3 separate regions of the Mus musculus genome follow, and all the other regions are linked to region 3. The links are chromatin contacts, called in public targeted proximity ligation maps. All regions are on one chromosome and are shown on one strand. The core of a region is the stretch at or near the end of the contact, and the rest is flanking DNA. Distances in the headings are between cores, read along the strand shown. Region 1 overlaps Bad (BCL2-associated agonist of cell death). Region 2 holds the start of Kcnk4 (potassium channel, subfamily K, member 4). Region 3 has its middle 78 kb from the start of Gm32245.

Evidence for each region.
Region 1: a targeted proximity ligation map of embryonic stem cells shows a contact between it and region 3, with 2.5 times the contacts expected there. A contact is called at or near these places in 8 of 39 promoter capture datasets (the C10 cell line, cranial neural crest, embryonic stem cells and 3 more) and 9 of 130 datasets of targeted methods (bone marrow-derived macrophages, embryonic stem cells, large pre-B cells and 3 more).
Region 2: a targeted proximity ligation map of embryonic stem cells shows a contact between it and region 3, with 43 read pairs. A contact is called at or near these places in 21 of 39 promoter capture datasets (the 3T3-L1 cell line, 3T3-L1-derived adipocytes, the C10 cell line and 11 more), 18 of 484 Hi-C or Micro-C datasets (B cells, the G1E-ER4 cell line, the HL-1 cell line and 4 more), 17 of 130 datasets of targeted methods (the SCID.adh cell line, bone marrow-derived macrophages, embryonic stem cells and 5 more) and 3 of 9 other capture datasets (adipose tissue, liver and macrophages).

The regions. Positions count from the first base shown.
Region 1 is chr19:6,950,002-6,953,024 of GRCm38.p6, reverse strand. It overlaps Bad (BCL2-associated agonist of cell death), which reads right to left. Exons shown (of 4, transcript NM_001285453.1): 3 at 2,195-2,385; 4 at 1,120-1,626. The coding sequence ends at 1,501. Among named protein-coding and RNA genes, the nearest start is that of Bad, 9.0 kb to the right of the region's middle.
Region 2 is chr19:6,933,107-6,935,934 of GRCm38.p6, reverse strand. Kcnk4 (potassium channel, subfamily K, member 4) reads left to right here and starts at 1,420. Exons shown (of 7, transcript NM_008431.3): 1 at 1,420-1,587.
Region 3 is chr19:6,643,261-6,646,382 of GRCm38.p6, reverse strand. No RefSeq gene overlaps it. Among named protein-coding and RNA genes, the nearest start is that of Gm32245, 78 kb to the right of the region's middle.

The DNA.
Region 1 (3,023 bases), core at 180-2,679, 310 kb before region 3:
CCTGGGACCAGCCAGGAACACCAGAGACCCTGTGGCAAGAGAATGGGCCAAGCTCTGCAGCTGGGGCAGGCTGGCACTCCTTCAAGGCCTCTCCTAGCTTCCTGGCCGGTGGGGGACTGGCTGCTCCCCCCTCGGAGGAAGGCAGCCTCTTATCTGGGCTTATCTCCTGCCAATGAAGTGTTTGCTTTGCTTTGTTTTTGTTGCAGCCCCAGGCAAACAGATCGGGTAGGAAAGCCAGAGAAACTGGGTGGCCTGGGTTGGGCTTCCCAGGGCTAAGGCCTCAGCTCTCCCTGAGATTCCTGCCATTGCCCAAGTCACCTTCCTCAGCTGTCAGTCAGTCCGTGTCAAGTTTCCAGATCTGCCACTTTTCCGGATCCCATGTCCTATATCGCTGACTGGCTGACCTCCATTTTCCCAAACACTCCATGTGGGTTGGGCCCTCAAAAAACAAACTAAGTCCCAAGATCCTGGTGTGTCCATCTGCAGAGAGTGTCAGTTCCAGACATAGCCTCACCTTCAAGTCTGACCTACTCCTTGAGGCCCTGTTGTGGGGCCACCCCCTCCCATGTTCCGGGAAGCAAAGAGTTGTGGCGCAACTTATCTGCATATCCAGCGCAAAGCACTAGCCTGGGCTATGGGGCGCCAATAAATCTCTGAACGGAGCTCTGGGCCCTGCTCCAGGTCCCTGTGAGAAGCTTCTACGTTCCCTAGCGATCAGTCTGCCGCCCCGCGCCGCCCCGCCCCACGTGTCTTGCCAGGTCCCTGAGCTGCGCTGGCCCCAGGCCGGTCAAACAGTAGCTGCTCACAAGGACTGACCCAAATAGGAGCAAATGACCCCCCTCCCGCCTGCCCCCCGGGAGCCGCGACATGGTTTGCAGAACGCTAAATTCCGGCGGCCGGTTGGACTGCGGCTCCCAATTACCATATTAGAGATAAGGGGCTGGCAGTCCCAAGGGTCTAGCCACGCTCCTCTTCCCCACCCAAGCCAAGCAGCCCGACTCCGCGGGTTGCCTCTTCTTCCTCTCAGTCCTTAGAGCTTGTTTCTTCCTCCGGTAAAACGAGTCTCTCTTAAAACTATCAGGGATAGAGATCCGGATTGCGGAACCCCAAACGAAGGATAGAGGCGCGGCGGCACATGCGCAGGCTTTATTATAAAGCACGTTTCTCGCGACCTCGGGTCCCCAGTTATGACAGGACAGCACCCAGACCCCCAACTTAGCACAGGCACCCGAGGGCAGTCCAGAACAGGAGAGGGAAAACAGCCACTTCCGGAGGCTTAGGGGGTGGGGTGCGTGGAAAACTTTGAAACTCCAAACAGGAGCCACCCCTCCGTGGCTATTGCACGCACCGGAAGGGACTCAAGCTGTACGTCAGCTCTTCTCCCTGTTAAAGGGACACAGCGATCCTCTTTTTTTTTCCTAAGGCCTCGAAAGACTTCCGCCCACACCCAATATGGCGGGCGACGGGAGCGGGTAGAGTTCCGGGATGTGGAGCAGAAGATCACTGGGAGGGGGTGGAGCCTCCTTTGCCCAAGTTTCGATCCCACCAGGACTGGATAATGCGCGTCCAGCCGGCGCTTTGTCGCATCTGTGTTGCAGTGCCTGCGCTCTTTGGGCGAGGAAGTCCCTTCAGGGAAGGAGGAGGAAAGAGTGAGCCTCATTCTGGCATCCCGAATCAGGTCCCCACCACCAGCTTGCTCTGCACTGGGCGGTCAGAGACACGGGATGATGCGTGTGCCGGGATCCTAAATGAAACTGCACAGCCAGAGATCTAGTGTTTAGAGGATGGGGAAGAACTCAACAATTTAAAGTAGCTTAAGAAGTTGGGGAGAGGCTCAGATGCCAGCAAGCCTCGTACTCTATGAACCTGGCGGTTCAGAAACTTTGGTGTGAAGTTGGTCTGTACTACAGATTTCGGTTCTCATAGCGGTCCGGCTGTAAGAGCTCTCGATTACAGGTGAAGGCATAAACCGGGACTGGGGACGGGGTCTTGGACAAAGGAGGAAGAGGGAGGAAATCCCAGCAAATCACTGGACACTGAGAGAGGACGGATTAGAACTGCAAGTCCCAGCATGCTCTACAACACAAAAGGGAAAATTGGTGGCTCTGAAACTAGAAATCCCGACATGCCCTAGATCAAAGGAGGGGTAGCAGCTGAGGGTTCAGGTCCCATCGCACCTAACGCTGGCGCTCACCTTGAAGGAACCCTCAAACTCATCGCTCATCCTTCGGAGCTCACGGCCGTAGCGCTGCGCTGCCCAGAGATTGGGGGGAGCCGAACGCGAGCGTCCTCGAAAAGGGCTAAGCTCCTCCTCCATCCCTTCATCCTCCTCGGTCCCCGCTGGGTACGAACTGTGGCGACTCCGAGTCTCCATAGCCCCTGCGCCTGCAGAGGTCAGGGAGTGGAAGAGGTGTGACTCTCTGGCCTGTTATCTGTTCCACAGCCTTAGTCCCTCCTTTGTGAATGCAGAGAACTCGGAGGGCTTTTGTGAGAAATCGGTTAACTTCCACAAATCCTAGTACAGTGCATGTAATGAAGTCTTTAGTGTACAAAAAGTTTACAGTGTCTTTCATAAAATACGGACATAAGCTATAACTATCACATGGTCTCATAGCAACCCTTACATAGAGAGGTGTCTTGCTGTGTCTTTGCAGGGGTCTTGGAAAACAATGGTCTGCGTCCCCTATTGTGCCTTCCTTGTGAGACAGTGTCAAGAACTGTCATCACTCATCCGTTTTATTTTTCTGAGACTGGAGTATGTACGTGCTAAAGTATCCTCCCCACCACCTGGTTCAACAGACACAGCATGGTGGCTTGAGCTGGGTGTGGTGGTTTATATTTATAATCCCAGAACTGGTGAGGTCCAAACCAGAGGTTTAAGGTCAGCCTAGACTACAGGAGAACTTGTCTTTTGCCTCACAAAAAAAAGTGTGGGGTGGGATGGGGGACACTGACCTACGAAGACACATGCACACAATAGCTACACAGGTGGTCAGAGAGGTCACATTTCCTCAGGTTAACAT
Region 2 (2,828 bases), core at 171-2,670, 290 kb before region 3:
GACATCCTTGCAGATCTGCCCTGTGGCTCAGGATTGATTATTAGAGCCTGTGACTCCTGTCTATAAACCTGGTGATTCTAGCTCCTTTGAGATCTCAGCCTAGCAGTAAGTCTGCCTTGAAATTCTTTCTTTGGGACTCTCCTGGAGCCAGGTCTACAAGGTCTCCAGAGAGAACAGCAGAGGCTCAGACTTCAGCAGTAAGCTGGACAATCACTTTCGGATGGAAGCAGAATTGCTAACATTTTTAGGGCACTTAATTCTGTGTGCTAGGCTTTAAGCATTTATAAACGCTGACCTCAGCTGGGCAGTGGTGGTTCATGCCCTTAATTCAGCATTTGAGGGGCAGAGAAAGGTGGGTCTCTGTGAATTTGAGGTCAGCCTGAACTAGAGAGCAAGTTTCAGGACAGCTAAGGCTCCAAAAACAAACAAATAACAACGAAAAAAAGAGAAAGAACCAAAGTAAAAACCACTGACTTTGTATGTGTGCACAGGCATTGGTGGTTTGCCTACATGTATGTCTGTGTGAGGGTGTCCCAGACAGTAGTGGGTGCTGGGAACTGAACTCTGGTCTTCTGGAAGAAGAGCCAGTGCTCTTAAAGACGGAGCCATCTCTCCAGCCCCCAAATACTGACTTCCTAAATACTCAAAATCAGCACCCAGAGTTAAGTAATCACCCTTTTACTGTAAGTGGGAACTAGGGAGTTTGGTAACTCACCCTGACCCCCTATCATCTGGGTGGTCACTTAAACATACTGACAATTACCACAAAACCCAGTAATGGTAGGGCACACCTTTAATCCCAGCACTCTGGAGGCAAAGCAGGTGGATCTCTGAATTTGAGACCATCCTAGTCTACAAGACAGCCAGGAGTACACAGAGAAACCCTGTCTCAAAACAAAGCAAAACATCCCAACAACAAAAGTACTGACCACAATAGCATGGGATCTCTGAACGCTACAGGAGAGATTTTGTGGAAATCAGTAAAGAAATGTCTCGAGAAACCAAAAAAAAAAAAAAAAAAAAAAGGATATAAAGAAGAAGAAAGAAGGATAAAGACAGAAGAGGACCCGGCTTTAGCTGTTCAGAAAATGCTAGCACTCTTTCTGCTGGAATTGTCAGGCAGCAGATGGTTGGGGGGGGGGGGTGACCCCAGGGCCTGGAGGATCAGAGATGGGAATGCAGCCTGAGCAAGAGGTGCTCTATCAGTGACTTCCTAGAACTAGGACCCAACCCATTCAGCTGGTTAAATCCAGGTGGCCTCAAAGAGAGCTCCCCGTCTTCCACCCCCACATACCCTCTTCTCCCTGGGGGCCTCTCCCTCACAAGTGCTGAGCCCAAGGCCCAGACTATCCTCATGGGCGGAGAAACGAAGGCTCTTCCCAGTCCAGTAATAGACCTAGAAGATTCCAGGAGATGAGTGTGGCGGCTGTCCTGAGCCCCGGGCCAGCTGATGTCCAGGTTAGGGCAGCGTTGGGGCCCCAATCCCAGCCTGGAAGGTTGGACTTCACGTCGACCCTTCTCTGAGTCTTCTGCCACTCACTGGCCTGGACAAGACAGCATTGGGGAGCCCAGAGGCTGCAGGTGCAGGTAAGGGCTGGGTTCAAGGCGGTTGGTGGCGAGAGCCGGTGGCGAGGGTGCGGCACGTAGGGAGACGCAGCTCTGGTAGGGTTAAGCTCCCAAGGAGGGGGCTTTTGAGGGCGGGAGGAGGGGGGTCCTAGTCAGACGGCCGCCGGCGGCTCGGTCTCTGGGCTGCCGCCGGCACCTCCTTGGCTCAGCCCGCACACCCTCGAGGCGGCGCGGGAGACCTGGCCGCAGCCAAAGCCGCAGCCACAGAGTGGGCAGACAGTAAGTGCGGAGCAGGCGCGGGAATGTGGGCTGGATCTCAGGCCCTGGGAGCTGGGAGAAACCGGCAGGGCGGGACACTTCCCGCGCGTGGATGCCTTCCTCGAGTGGTGTGACCGTGCGTCCCGTCGCCGGTCACGCTCGGAGGCGTCGGCGTAAGGACGCGGGGGAGGTGGTGGGAGCAAGCGGCTGGCGTGCGGTGTCACACGGGTTCCGTGTGTGTATCTGTGTGTGTGTGTACGCGAGCGCGCGCATTCGTGCGCGTGGACCTCTAGGGTAGCTCGGCCCTGCGGGCACGCCCATGGTGGTTAGTTGTGCCAGGGTCTGCCGGAGCGTGGTGCAGTGCTATGCCTGCAGCCTGGGCAGCGCGCGGCTAGAGCTGCAGAATGGAATGTGGCTCAAAGATCTTTGTGGCACATGTAGCAGACTGTGTATATGTATGTGTGTGTGTGCCTGCCATCTCCCGCTGCCCCCTAAGTGACAGCTGTCCCGTGGGCTGCTGTATCCGTGCTGCCCTTCCCACCCTGTGCCTTGCTTCTTCTGGGAACTTTGTGCCCACTTTTCCTTTCCCTGGCTCTGGGCCTTGCCTATACCCTGCAGCCAGATCCGCCTTGGGGTTCCTCGAAAGCCCAGCGGGCGGGTGGGGACCCTGGAAGATCCCCGCCCGGTTGATCCCTGCTAGGCTGGAAGGCAGGAGGGGACAGATGCATCTGAGGAGGCTGCCACAGCCGCACTGAGAGAGCCAAGTATGGACCTGCTATTCCTGTCTCCAGTTCTGCAGGCTCCAGCCTCTTCCTATTTCCCCTGGAACTCCCTAGTCTTCCTTTGGTCTTCTCCAAGGCAGGCACCCTAATGCCTCACAAGTCCCCCATTTTCTCACTCACCCTGCCTGGCTTAGTGTTTTCTTCTTTATCCCACTCTCCTGATGGCTAGGCTCCGGAGGTAAGAGGGAGGCTGGAGGTGGGGGCCTAGGTGTTAGTACCTGG
Region 3 (3,122 bases), core at 28-2,527:
AAGAAGAATCCCAGGAGGGAGGGACTGGGAGCCATGGGGACAAAGCTCTGGGTTCATCCACCCTCCACCTGCAATAGCAGTGAAGGTGGGATGAAGGCCCTGGTGGCGAACCCTCTCTGCCCTGCACTAGGGCACGGTGACCCCCAGTGAACCCCCCAACCCCCCGAGCACTTGGGGATCTGCACCCATGCTTTTGCTCTTGAACGTGCATAACACAGGTCCCAGGGGGTGAACTTTGGTCTACTTTTTATTGCTTTTCTCATTAGAGAGAAAATCGAAGAATGAGACCTGAGATCGAAGGTCACCTGTTAGAAGGAAAGCTTTGCTCAGAGAAAAGAATTGAGCTAGTACTGTCTCAGCCCAGCTTTGCCCAAGCTGAGATGAGCATGCTCTGGAGGGCTCACACACACACACTCACACACACACACACACACACACACACACACACAGCATCTCACCCACCCCATCCCCACACACATATTTAGGATATGTGCATGCATAAATATGGAAGACTAGAAGTCAACCTCAGGAGTCAGCAGGGGTCTCTCACTGCACCCTGAGCTTGCCAATTCTAGCAGCCAGCTTGCTTCAGGGATTCCCTGACTTCTGCCTGGGGATCCGATTTCCAGTGTTCATGCATTCAAAGCAAGAACCTTACCCACGGAGCCACCTCCTGAATCCCCTCGGGGGTGTGCGTGTGTGTGTTGGTGACTTTACTGTTTAAAATGATCCCCATGTGAACTCCGCTCCAGCCTGCTGTGCACCCCCGGGAACACAATGCTCTGCCTTCCGTCTTCCTCCAGACATGAATAACACGACTGTTGTCTGAAGTTCAGTGTCAATGAGTCAAATTTCAAATGTGGAGTTTCTAAAACAGAAACAGACATAAAAGAAGACGTCTGTTGACGGCCTGATCTTAGGTCCCCAACCGTGGCTAGGTGCTGGGGGCTACGTTACAGAATGTCACCTCTGCAAGTTGTAACAATGATTTTAAAAATCTGTTTTTTCTTTTCCCAGTTCCGGGATGATGACTCTGAGACTAATTATTTATTATTAAATGTGCTGGCCATAGCTTTGGCTCATTCCCTTACTAGCTCATGACTTATTTAACTATTCAAACTTCTCTATGCCTACCACCTGGTTAGTTACCTGTCTTAGTACAGGCCTGCTTTTTTGAGTCTCCTCAGGATCTTCCTCAGCGTCTCCCTGAGTTCATATGCCTGCTGGGCCTTCTTGGCCCTCTCTCCCAGCTCGCAGTCTCTCTTATCCCTTACTATTTCCCAGAATCCTCTCTCTTCCTGCCAGTGTCCCACCTCCCATTTCCTGCTTCAGCTCATTGGCTAGCGGCTTTTTATTGGCAGGTGATACTTAAATTCTGTCTGCAGCAAGCGGGTCAAATGGCGCTGACTTTAGTCCCAAGACTTCACTCCTGCTTAGGTAGTCTGGGAGTGTCTGCCAGGTTGCTTTGCCTTGTACCACGCCACAACAAGCAATTGTATGAAGTCTATATTACCTCTAAATTTATATGCCAAAGCCCCTTGGAGAGTCCTGGGTCCCCGTGGGAGGCCCTGCCTCCAAAAACAAGTGAACAACCCTTGAGGAAGAGCACATGAGGTTAGCCTCTGACCTTCACACACATGTGTACCTGCATACAAATGTTCACCCATAAGCGTGCTCACATATTCTCTCTCTCTGTCTCTCTCTCTCTCTGTCTCTCTCTCTCTCTCTCTGTCTCTCTCTCTCTCTCTCTCTCTCTCTCTCTCTCTCAGAATCCAGGACCACCTGCCTAGGAATAGGGCCACCCACCAAGGGCTGGGCCTTCCCCATCAATAGTGATTAAGTAATTTGGTAGTAATTAAGTATTAAGAAATTGCCTTGCACCTGGATCTTATGAAGGCATTTTCTCAACTGAGGTTCCCTCCTTTCAGATGACTCTAGTTTGTGTCAAGTTGACACAAGTCTAGCCAGAACAGCATCTATTGAATATAAAGATTTTAATTGCATTTTGTTGTTCATATAGCTGTGTATCCCAGATCAGAAATTCCTGGACAGGAAGTGGTTTGGATTTTGGACTTATGGGATATTTGTGTATAACAATGAAGTATTTTGGGAACGACCAGAACCCAAGTCTAAATGGGGAATTTATGTGTGTGTCAGCATGTGTCATACACACACAAGCTGAAGTTATTTTCTAGAATATTTCATACAGGGTTTGAATATTTTATTTATTCTTTGAAAATTTTGTACATTGTATATAGTGTAACTTGGTCTTCCCCATTCCCCAATTCTTCCACCCTGGAGTTCTCCCTCAGCCTGTTCCCTTCCTCCCTTCCTTTCCCCACTAAGTCACAGACTGATCATTGTGGCTTGATCGTGTGCAGTGAGCAGAGCAGGAGTGCCTGAGTGGCTGGGCGAGTCCTGTCCAGAGGAAAGCGCTTCCCAGAGCCGGTCCATCCGCCGGCTTCTACAGTCTTCCCCACTCACAGTGCTCTTTGGAGGTGAAATTGCTACAGCTGTTTTTTCATTTGTTTGTTTTTTATGCTGTGTTAATTTAGGACTGAGCCCTCAGCAGTCACTTAGTCTCCACTCTCTGACTAGATCTGAGTCTCTGCAGTAACTGCTGCCCACTGCAGAGAGGAGCTTTCCTGACCAAGCCTGAGCAGCACTAAGCATAAATATCGAAAAGAGCTTGACACGTGCACTTAGCAGAACGTGCGCGTAGCAGAACGTGCACTTAGCTAGACTCTTTCCTAGCGCCTGTGGCCTCAGGAGTCATGGGCTTTTAGCCAGAGCCACAGTATCAGACACAAGTTGCCTCCTGTGGAGAAGGCTTCAAATCAAAAAAATCGTTGTCTGCTCCTGTGACTTCCAAGCCAATGTTGCACTGTGGACATCTCTTTCCTGGCAGTGTTGTGGTGTGCAGGTCCAGTGCGGGATGGTACCATTAGTGGGTTTTCTTCACAGCAGTCTGAGCCACTTTTTGCATGAAATAGTTTTGTGGTGTGCAAGTTTCCACCTATGACTATTATATATATATATATATATATACACACATATATATATATATGTATATATATATATGTGTATATATATATATGTATATATATGTGTGTGTGTGTGTT